Regions from separate parts of the Mus musculus genome. Here region 2 is linked to region 1. The links are chromatin contacts, called in public Micro-C maps. All regions are on one chromosome and are shown on one strand. The core of a region is the stretch at or near the end of the contact, and the rest is flanking DNA. Distances in the headings are between cores, read along the strand shown.

Region 1 (4,957 bases), core at 1,277-3,776:
CAAATACTGTCACTGGCAAAGTCACTGGATCCAGAACACACTGGCGCAGGTTTAAGTCGTAGGACACACAGTGACTAAGGTTTCAATGGTTTCTTGGGGTAGCCAGAGAGGTAAACACTGATGGTAGTCAGTAAGGGAGGCAGACAGTGAAGTAAGTAGACAGTGAAAGTAGTCAGGCAGTCAGGAGACAGTGAGACAATCAGCAGACTTTCAAGTAGACAGTGCGGTAGGAAGCACTGAGGTAAACAGAGTCGGTGAGACCAGCAACGGTAATCAGTGTGGCAGGGAGCGAGGCAGTGAGCAGACAGTGAGGGAAATGGGTGTAGTGAAGCAGTCATCGAGAGGTATTCCGTAAGTAGACAGAGACAGATAATAAGTGGAAGACACGGAGACAGTCAGCAGACAGTGAGAGAGTGACGTAAACAACAGCAGTCAGGCAGTTAGGTAAGCACTGGAGGTAATCGCCGAGGTGAACGAGGAGGTAGACAGGGAGATAAACAGAGAAGGCAGTGAGCTAAGGATGGAATCAGGAAAGCAACCAGTCAGTGTGGTCAGACAGAGAAGAAAGCCAGCTGGTGAGCTAGTGAGGTACCAGGTAGTGGGAAAGGAAAACAGCGAAGCAGCCAGTGAGGTACCCAGTCAGTGGAGTAGCCAGTTGGTGAGGTAGCCTGTCAATGAGGGCAAGACAGTAAGACAGTCAGTGAGGCAGACCACATAGGAAGGCATATATATGAGTCTGGTGTAAACAGGCAATCAGTGAGGTAGCCGGGAAGTGGGGGAAGACGGTGAGGCGGTAAGGTAGACAAGGAAGGCAGTTGGAGAGGCTATGATGTAAACAGTGAAGCAATCAGTCAGCGAGGTGGACAGTTAATGAGGTAGAAGGTGGGGTAGCTAGTCAGTGAGGTACTCTATGTGCTTAGACAGTGAGGCAGACAAGGTTCCTTGGTGAGTGGTTTTGAGAGATCAACCTGACACACGAGGACTTTACAGAAGCAGGGGAAAGGGCCTTGAGGCCAAGCTTGCATCTTGGATGTAAACACAAACCACACAGAGGCCTGGCCGTTAAAAACAGAAATAGGTGCTCAAGTGGCTCAGTGATTTTCCAGAGGTGAGAGTTAACAGCAAACGCTTGCTGCCACTAGATACCATCTCATTTTTTTTCCCTGTCACTGCGAAAAGGGCACATCTATTCCGGAAAGAAAAAAAAAGTCATTTTTTTTCCTTCAAGGAGGGCAGCGGTGTGGAGCAGCGGTGTTTGCAGGGGCTGGGGCTGCAGGAGGAGGAGGGGCGTGAAAGGAAGGAGTGCTTTAAGGAGAGGCAGCTAGGGTTTTTCCACAGGGCCCCACACCGGCCACTGCAGAGAGAAAACAGGAGTGGGGGGGGGGAGGAAATGTCCCTCGGGGAGGATGGGGGTAGGGGGGAAGGCCAAGTGCAACCGGCTGAAGGAGGCCAGGTCTCCTCCAGGATGCAAACGAGCGCCAGTTACCTTGGGACACAGCGGGGGGGGGAAAGGGGGCAACCAGGATGGAGGTCTGCAGAGGAGAGGCGGGAGGGTAGAGGCAGGGTCTTCTCCAAGTGCAACCCAGGGACGGAGATGGACAAACAGCAGGACCTAGGGCCTCCCCCGGGCCAAAAGGCGTGGCCAGGCAACCTATAGACCGTCCCGAGATGCTAAGACAGCGCACGGCTACCCCCGGCTCAACCTAGCCCAGACTGTCCGAGGGGCCCGCGCGCGGCCGCAGCCCCCGCCCCCAGCCCGCAGTGCTCTTACCTCCACACCTGCCCCATCTGCAGCAGGTGGATGACCGACTGCCAGATCCACACGGAGAGGCGGCACAGACGCTGCGCCCCCGGGGTGGCCGAGCCCCCCGCACCCGGGCCGCCGCGGGCCGCGCCGTGGCCGTAGCCGGCCCCCATCATTGGGGGTCCCCGGCTGCTGAGCCCCTCCACGGCGCCTAGCCCGCCGCCCGTGTAGTCCTGCACGAACCAGCGGAAGCTCAGGCTCTGCACCAGCAGCGACGGCACCAGCACGAAGAACAGGGTCAGCCCGAAGCAGCCGTAGTCCCCCTTGCGGTAGTAGTCGAGGGCCAGCCACAGGTCGGTACCCACGTCCCCGAAGAACACCAGCAGCGCGAGCACGATCCACAGGCAGTCAAGCCACGGCCGCTCCACCTGCGGCGACGCGGGCTGCGGTCGGCCGGCCGAGGGCGTCGGGGGGTGGCGGCCGGCGGCCCCGGGCGGCTGCAGCGGCTGGTCCCCCCCGTCGGCGGCGGCGGCGCTGCGGCGCGGCTTCTTGCCCAGCAGCGAGCGCAGGCAGGCGGAGCGGCAGCCCCAGTAGCACGAGGAGGTGTTGCAGCAGTGGCAGATGTGCAGCGAGCTGCTCTCGCCGGGCTCGCTGCCGTCGCCGCCGCCGCAGCCGCCTCCCCCGGGCTCCCCGTCCTCCTCGCCGCTGCCCACCGCCTCGTCCAGGTTGTGCAGCTGGGCGAAGCCCACCCCCACGCCACCGCCATCGGATTTCGCCGCCATCTTGACTCTCTTCCCAGCTCCGGAGGTTGGGGGGGAGGGACGGGTGGGGGGAGAAGGCAGGGACCGGGGAGGGGGGGAACGAATGGAGAGGAAGGGGGGCGGGGAGGAAGCGGGGAGCAGACGAACGGGGGGAGTGGGCCAGGGAACCCCCTCCGCTTCCGGGCGGGCGGCGTCACTTCCGGGCGAGCCCCCCAATCGCACGGCGCCCGCAGCCTCCTGGCCCTACCCTACCGGCCAAGATGGCCGCCCTCCTGTGCCTCAGCTGCTGGGCGGGGGGCCGGGGGGTTCTCCCCGCCAGGGCTCCCCGTCCCCTCTTCCGTTGACCCCGAAACCCATCAGGTTGACCCCTCGGCGTTTCAGAATCCCGCTGGGTTGAGTGAGACGGTCCAAAGTGTTCCCTGGAGGAGGCAGTGCCAGACGTTTTGGGGTCCCCTTCCTCTGCGTCGCAGCTCTCAGCTTTGCTCTGGGAGAAACGCCCCCTAACACCCTCCCGGCTGCGGGCAGAGGGGCGGGACCTTTGAGGGAAGGGGAGGAGCTAGTGAAAAGCAGGTGATTACTTGTCACTTCCGGGAGATAGGATGACCTCATTGTGTAGTTAGACACCCCCCTCCCCCCCACCAAAATGGCTGTGTCTCACCTCTGGCTGGATAACCCCCCCTTCATCCGTGTTAGTTTCTTATTTTGAGGGGCTCTAAAAATAATGACATAAGTCAATAAGAGTCCACAAACTTACTGATTCTCACTTCTGTTTAGACATCTTTCATCTTTATTGACCCCCTAATTTTCCTGTCACTTGATAACTTTCCCATATTTTGTAATAAAGTTTCCAACTTTCCCTCAAGAAAATTCTAGGCAAAATTTAGCTAGAAATCAGCCTGGTTGCCTCTTTCCTGTTGTAGCAAGAACTAAATGGGCATCTTGTGACCTTGAGTGTTTTCTGCACAGTCAAACATGTTTTTACCTACTTTTTTTTGTTTGTTTTAGCGTGATTTTAAAACTCTCTAAAGACCTTCATTTGGGAAAAAAAAAAAAAAAAAAAAAAAAAAAGCTTTAAGCTGTATGTATCAATTACTTGTTCAGGCAATTTGAATGTGTGAAACTTGTCTTTGCCAGTGTTTTGGGGGGTGCTAAGGCTCTGTTAGTAAACATGGCTTTAAATGAGTGAAAATGTTATTAATGTGCTATATCATTAAAATAGGTGCAGAGTATTTGAGCTTCACTAACAAATTGTATAAATGAGGCAGCACTGAATGGATTTGAATTACAATGCTCTTTCAGTGGAAGACAGCAAACTACTTAGTTGTTATTGATGAGTTATTTTAAAGAAGTATTTTAAAGAAAAAGTGAAAAAGAAAACACTGGAATTTTCTCATCAACCTCTGTAGATTGTTTTTATCCAATTTTTTTCAGTAATCTAAGAATGGCAATAATGGGTTTTTTTGTTTTGTTTTTTGTTTTGTTTTTTTTGGAATGCTAACAAGACAAATAGGTAATATGTTTATAGCATTGAGGTTCTGAAGAAAAAAACTACTTTGACAACTTATGACATTTAACCCTATAGGATCTACTTCAGTTTCTAGAGTGACTGGGAAAGAAGAGAATACCCTATTGCAGAACACAAGTTTTCATGAGTATATCATGCCAAGATAAAATGTATAAAAACTGAAAAACTATGTAAAGAATTTTACCCATACATTACAGAAAGTGATTCTAAAATCTACTTTGTGAAAGAAATCATATAACTGCATCTTTTACTTTTTGCTATAGTTTAATCCTTTTACTTTCTATGGTAATAAAACAGCACTAACAGGTAAAATATTATTTCTGCATATAGGTGAAAGACTGTTTCTTTGCTGGAGTTGAAACAACACCTTGGGGGCTGGAGAAATGGCTCACAGGTTAAGAGCACTGGCTGCTCCTCCAGAGGACCTTGGTTCCCTTCTCAACACCCACATGGCAACTCACAACTGTCTCTAATCCAAGTTTCAGGGGACCTGGCATCCTCATGCAGACATAAATGCACATAAAAATAAATCTTTTCAAAAAGAAAAAAGGAACAGCAGTGAAATAACATCTTAAACCATGGGTTGCACACAGTTGCTCAGACATGAATTCTTGTTCCATTAAAGTGGTATGTGAATAACATAAACCAGATAATCTCTTTAAACCTCAGTTGATGTCTTCATATCATGGAATATATGCTTTCTTTGAAACTGTGCTCAGTAATAATCTATTTAAAGCTTCCAACATGATACCTCATAGGCAGTAAACAAATGGTAACTAACTGCCTGTGTTATTGTTGCCCTTACTGTTACTGTTATATTGGTATCACCCCAATATATATCTAGTTAAACCCTATTAAGTAAATTTATTGGCACTAATATAAGAAAGCATTTTGAAATATTTCCAGGAAATAAGTGCAATTAATTTG
Region 2 (4,746 bases), core at 1,504-4,003, 340 kb before region 1:
ACTGGGTACAATACACTTGTGGCTAAGCACAGGGTATGTACACCCTGCCCTGGTTTCTGCCCTTGCCCACACTGGCTGGTTCCATGGGTCAGGATATTATAGGACACTGAGTGCTCAGAGGCAGAAGCTACCAATATCTGCAATTGTTGCAATTAGTTGTCACTTAGAAGTATGTCTCGAAAAGTGTCCACAGCACCAGATGTAGAGATGGCACTAGTTTTGCAAGATGTCCAGAATCCAGACACACCGAGTGCTCTATCCGTGGCCTGACTATAAAATGTGGCTCTGGTCCCCAAACGTACCCAGATGCTCTAGACTTACTAAAACACGGTTTGCACTTTAAATCCTAACAAATGTCTAATTTGTGATACACTTTCTCATTTGTCATGTAGTAGGCACGCCTCAACGTATTCATGGTACACTAAAATAGTTCACTTTCTATTGCTAAAAATCCTTTACCTGGGTTTTAAGGTTGACGTTTGGGAAGCCTGCAGTAGCAAATGTTGGGAGTCTCTCATCTGTGCCTTCCCTCACATGGGCCAGAAAGAGAAGAAAGTTCTCAGGAAGGAGGAGTACAGGGGGGCTGCAGCTGCCCCTGCTAGCAGGCGCTGTGTGGTCTCTAACAAGCAGCAAAGAGCTGCTGTTTTCCCCTTGACCATTTTGAGCTGTACTGCTAAAGGAGGAAAGATAGTCTTTTCTGCAAGATGAACTGCACACTCAGAAAGCCTGCAGTTGTATTCCAGACAGAGTTAGTCCACAGGAAGGTTTGTCTCCCACATCTCTGTCCCTGTCCTCACCCCCCAAATAAGGCAGCCTGGATTCCTTTCCAGGTTCCCCACCCTTTTATCTCCACCAGGGCCTTCCTCAGAAACCTGGTAAAAAATAAAAAACATTCTCTCCCCAACTGGGACTGAACCACAGAGAGATTCATAAAATTCATTAAAAAAGAAAACAATATAAGCTTTCAGATAAAAAAAATGGTTGTAGATATTAGTCTATTTCTTGTTATGCTAATAGAATGGGGAATGTACAGGCTTATTATTTTGTTCGGAGGAAGGAGGCCCAACGGCAATGATCACCAATACACACTGGGTGGAGTTGGCCAAAGATTTGGATAAGAGGTGTTTGGAACCCCACAACTCTCACCAAGTGCTTTTTGGAGCCTCCAGACAGCCAGAGAGCTGGGCCATCTCTCTAGGCTCAGGCCTATTACCAGCAGAAAGCCAGCCCTCGATCTGTGACTCTGAAAGAGGAAAGAGCCCAGGCTCCTACGGAAAAGGGAAGGGCTTCCATCCCAGCGGGGTGGGGTCCAGTGGCCTGTATGCCTCTCCTGGCAGGCCTTGGTGCCCTCTGCAAACAAAATATTTTGAAGGGATCTTACTGGTTAAAATAAATAAGAACCACGTTGAAGGGTAAAGAGATTTGAAGTAAGGTAAGGTTGAAAGTTTTTTGGCTTTGAGACTAATTCAGTGGGTTAAGGCATTTTTTGCCACGAAGCCTGAAGATGTGAATGTCTAATTCCTAGAACCCACATGATGGCAAGAAAGAACTTACTCCCCACCTCCCAGATGTCTTCTGACTGCCCCCCACACACTCATGGTGGCACGAGTGTGCACGCATACACTCACTAACACAAACACATTTAATTAATACGTGTGTGTATAAGTGTGTGTGTGTGTGTGTGTGTGTGTGTGTGTGTGTGTGTGTGTAATGCATATATTAACCCACCCACCCCTGCTCTGAGTACTGGAGAGAATAGAAAATCCAACAAGAACGGGTTCCTTGGAACCGTTTTAGCATTTTCATCCCCAATTCTCTGGCCTGTCTGGTTCCAGTCAGGATTATCTGCGGACAGCACCATAGCTATAAGCAAGAAGCGATGGGATTCAAAGACCCTCTCTGGCTGCTCAAAATTTCTTTTCAAGTTATTTACACTTCTTCGATAAATAGATGAGCGAACCCAGCCTATTCGGGTGGACATCTTTTGTTGCTGATTTTCTTTTTCTTTCTGTTAAATAGTTAAAAATAGAGACGTTTCTCAGTGAGGCCTCAACTGACGTACGTTCGTTATCTTTTTCTCTGTGACAATATCTCTTTCTGATTTTCCCAGTCTACAACGTGAGGAGTGGAGTCTCCTCAGTCTTCCAGCAAACGCCGGTTCCGCCGATTCCACCCAGACTAAACGTATCTGCCCCTCTGAGTCCTTAAGCCCTAGTTCCAGTCCCCGGGACAGGCCGCGGGTCGCTCCTGCTCCTGAGACCGGAGTCTCAGCTCCGCGACCCAGAGTAGGGACCAGTCCGGAGCCCCGTGCTGTTCCTAAAGTTTCACTGGTTTCACCGGTTTCACCGTGGCCCGCTCAGGCCCTGGTGGTGTCTGTGTTCAAATCCCACCCCCACTCCCCACCTTTCCGAACAGCGTTGTCACCCGCGCCATCCTCGCAACAGCTTCGTGCCCCGCGCACTTACCCAGCATCTTGCTGAGCTCCGCGTTGTGCAGGTCCGGGTTCTGCACTGCCAGACGTTTCCTCTCATCCTTGGCCCACACCATGAAGGCATTCATGGGCCGCCGGATCCGGCTTTCCGAACTCTTGTCCCCTGAAGGTCGGGGGACGGCGGGCGGCGACAGCCCATCCGACAGCTCGGCTTCCAGGGCGGGACACTCCAGTCCCTCGGTCCACGGATAGGCGCCCAGCAGCGAGGCCATGGCCGAACGCGGGTCACTTGGCTTCGCCTCGTGGGGCCGGCGCTGACCTGGCCCTCGCTCAGGTCGCGACGTCCAACTTGGCCAGCAGCCTCGGGCTTGGCCCTTATTTATCAGCTTCGGGCCACCGGGTCCGCCAATGACTCTCTGGGGCGGCGCGGCCCCTCCCGGCTGCCCCGCCGCGGCGTCCCCGCTGCGACCTGCCGGCAGGGGGAGGGAGGGGCCGAGCCTGCCCCGGTGCCCGCCCCTGTCCGCCCCTCCGCCTCCCGAGCCTGCCCCGATCCCGCTCCGGTGCAGGTGCTGCAGGGCCAGGAGGAGCGCGCCCACGGCTCGAAGTCACCACTGCTTGGCGCAGGAGTCAGGTCCAGCCCCTGTTCCGTTGTTGGGCTGCCCTCCGCGCTGGGACCAGACTCCACCAAAACTCCCGCAAAGGAAAACCGAACTCAAACAGCTTACACCAGGATACTCGAGGAGGAGAGACACTATCAATATCCCTAGATCGGCCAAGTATGCTGTTGTGAACAGATCACACCCATGGCTTGGGTCATCTCGCCCCAGTAAACGTGGGCAGCCACCAAGGGTCTTAGGTGGATGTGGGATCCACCGGACTAGGGACTCGGCGCACTGACTTCCCTAAACTGGCACTGTGGATCTCTAGAGGGGTCGGGTTTTCTGCTATCCGATTTTCCTCTTCTTGTCTTTGCCCCCATCCCACTCTGCCTGCCGCTGACCCCGGCAGTCTGAGTCTGCATCTTCCTTGCTAGTAGCCCTTTTGCGGAATCCATTTCTGGTGCTTCTTCCGACTCTAGAGGAGCCGCTTTTCCGCTCCTATGTGTCCCAACTACTTCCTTACAGTGGAGCCTTCTCGGTTTCCCCGTATCCTGAATGAGCTGTGGACCGGGAACTTGAGACCCTAACGCACGCCGCGGCTGCTTTGGCGGTTACATCAGCGCCTACACACAGTAGGCATTCAAGAACTGCCGAATGAGTGAATGAACGAATGAGTGAAATAACGAGCCAACATGCTTTAGACACACCCCACTGTAGAAACACCGCAGGGGCGGGGGGCCTAGTTCCTGGAATTAGACCCACAAACATTTATGGCGCGCCACCCCATGTGGAGGCTCCACAGAGGCGACCTTCGAAAGAGGCAGAGTCTGAGCGGAAGACAGTGGTGTTGGGTGTGAGACTCTGTCTTGAGTTACTGAATGCGTGACAGCAAGTCCGGTATCTCCCAAGACCTTTCCTAATCCTAAAACCCGGCGATAAGGCTGATCTCACAGGCGGTGATGAGGTAAATACAGTGAGCTCTGGCTGTGTAATCTTTGATGGAGATGCCTCTCTAGTCTCAAAGTCCCTGTGAGGTGACTGAATTTGCTTACAACGTGCAAGGCGGCCAGTGCTGAGACGCTGTAAATGTCCGGAGAACTGCAACTTCTCCGACTTTAAGACCTAATTTTACCCTCAAGGACCCTAGATAAAATTCATCAGGGCATGTGCTTTCGGCATAAAATAGACTCGGGTCAGGGTCCAGCAACAGGGCTCTAAGGCCGGTGTCCCTTAAAGCCGGTGATCGCTGCCCCACCCCCCACCCCCACCCCCGCTACTGTGCAAAGCCAGGACAGCTACCAGCCAAAGGTGGTGCAGCAGGGAGCTAGTCTGGAAGAGGGTGTCCTGAGGTGCAGGCCGCAGAGCCATCAGGCACCATCCTAGACTGGAAGGTTTGCCCAGCATATCCAGAGGCAGAAGTCTCCATGGGGCTGTTGGGGGTGGGCGCTAGGCCATTTGCAGTGTTGTGCTTCACTGCCACGATTGCTCCCAGACATGCTTCTCCTTGAGAGGTATGGCTTTCTGAGAAAGAGGAACAGGACGACAATGGATCACAAGGGGCCACTAGTTTGACCCTAACTCTGCTCAAGGGACAGGTTGCTTTTAATGCAGCTTCAGAGAGGCCAGCGCCTGTTTGTGGAAATGCTGGGCTCACACAGTGCAGAACCGTTAGGGAAGACTGTAGATACCTTGGCAAACCCGGGGCAAAGAGAGGGG

The links. Hi-C and Micro-C count contacts between places; a contact is called where the count stands out from the background.
Region 2: a Micro-C map of embryonic stem cells shows a contact between it and region 1, with 4 times the contacts expected there. The contact joins the promoter of Sox7 here to the promoter of Xkr6 in region 1. A contact is called at or near these places in 1 of 39 promoter capture datasets (liver) and 1 of 484 Hi-C or Micro-C datasets (embryonic stem cells).

Annotation. Positions count from the first base shown.
Region 1 is chr14:63,604,099-63,609,055 of GRCm38.p6, reverse strand. It overlaps Xkr6 (X-linked Kx blood group related 6), which reads right to left and starts at 2,526. Exons shown (of 3, transcript NM_173393.2): 1 at 1,772-2,526. The coding sequence starts at 2,526. It overlaps Gm15918 (predicted gene 15918), which reads left to right and starts at 1,337. Exons shown (of 2, transcript NR_167937.1): 1 at 1,337-2,097.
Region 2 is chr14:63,941,713-63,946,458 of GRCm38.p6, reverse strand. It overlaps Sox7 (SRY (sex determining region Y)-box 7), which reads right to left and starts at 2,753. Exons shown (of 2, transcript NM_011446.1): 1 at 2,466-2,753. The coding sequence starts at 2,703.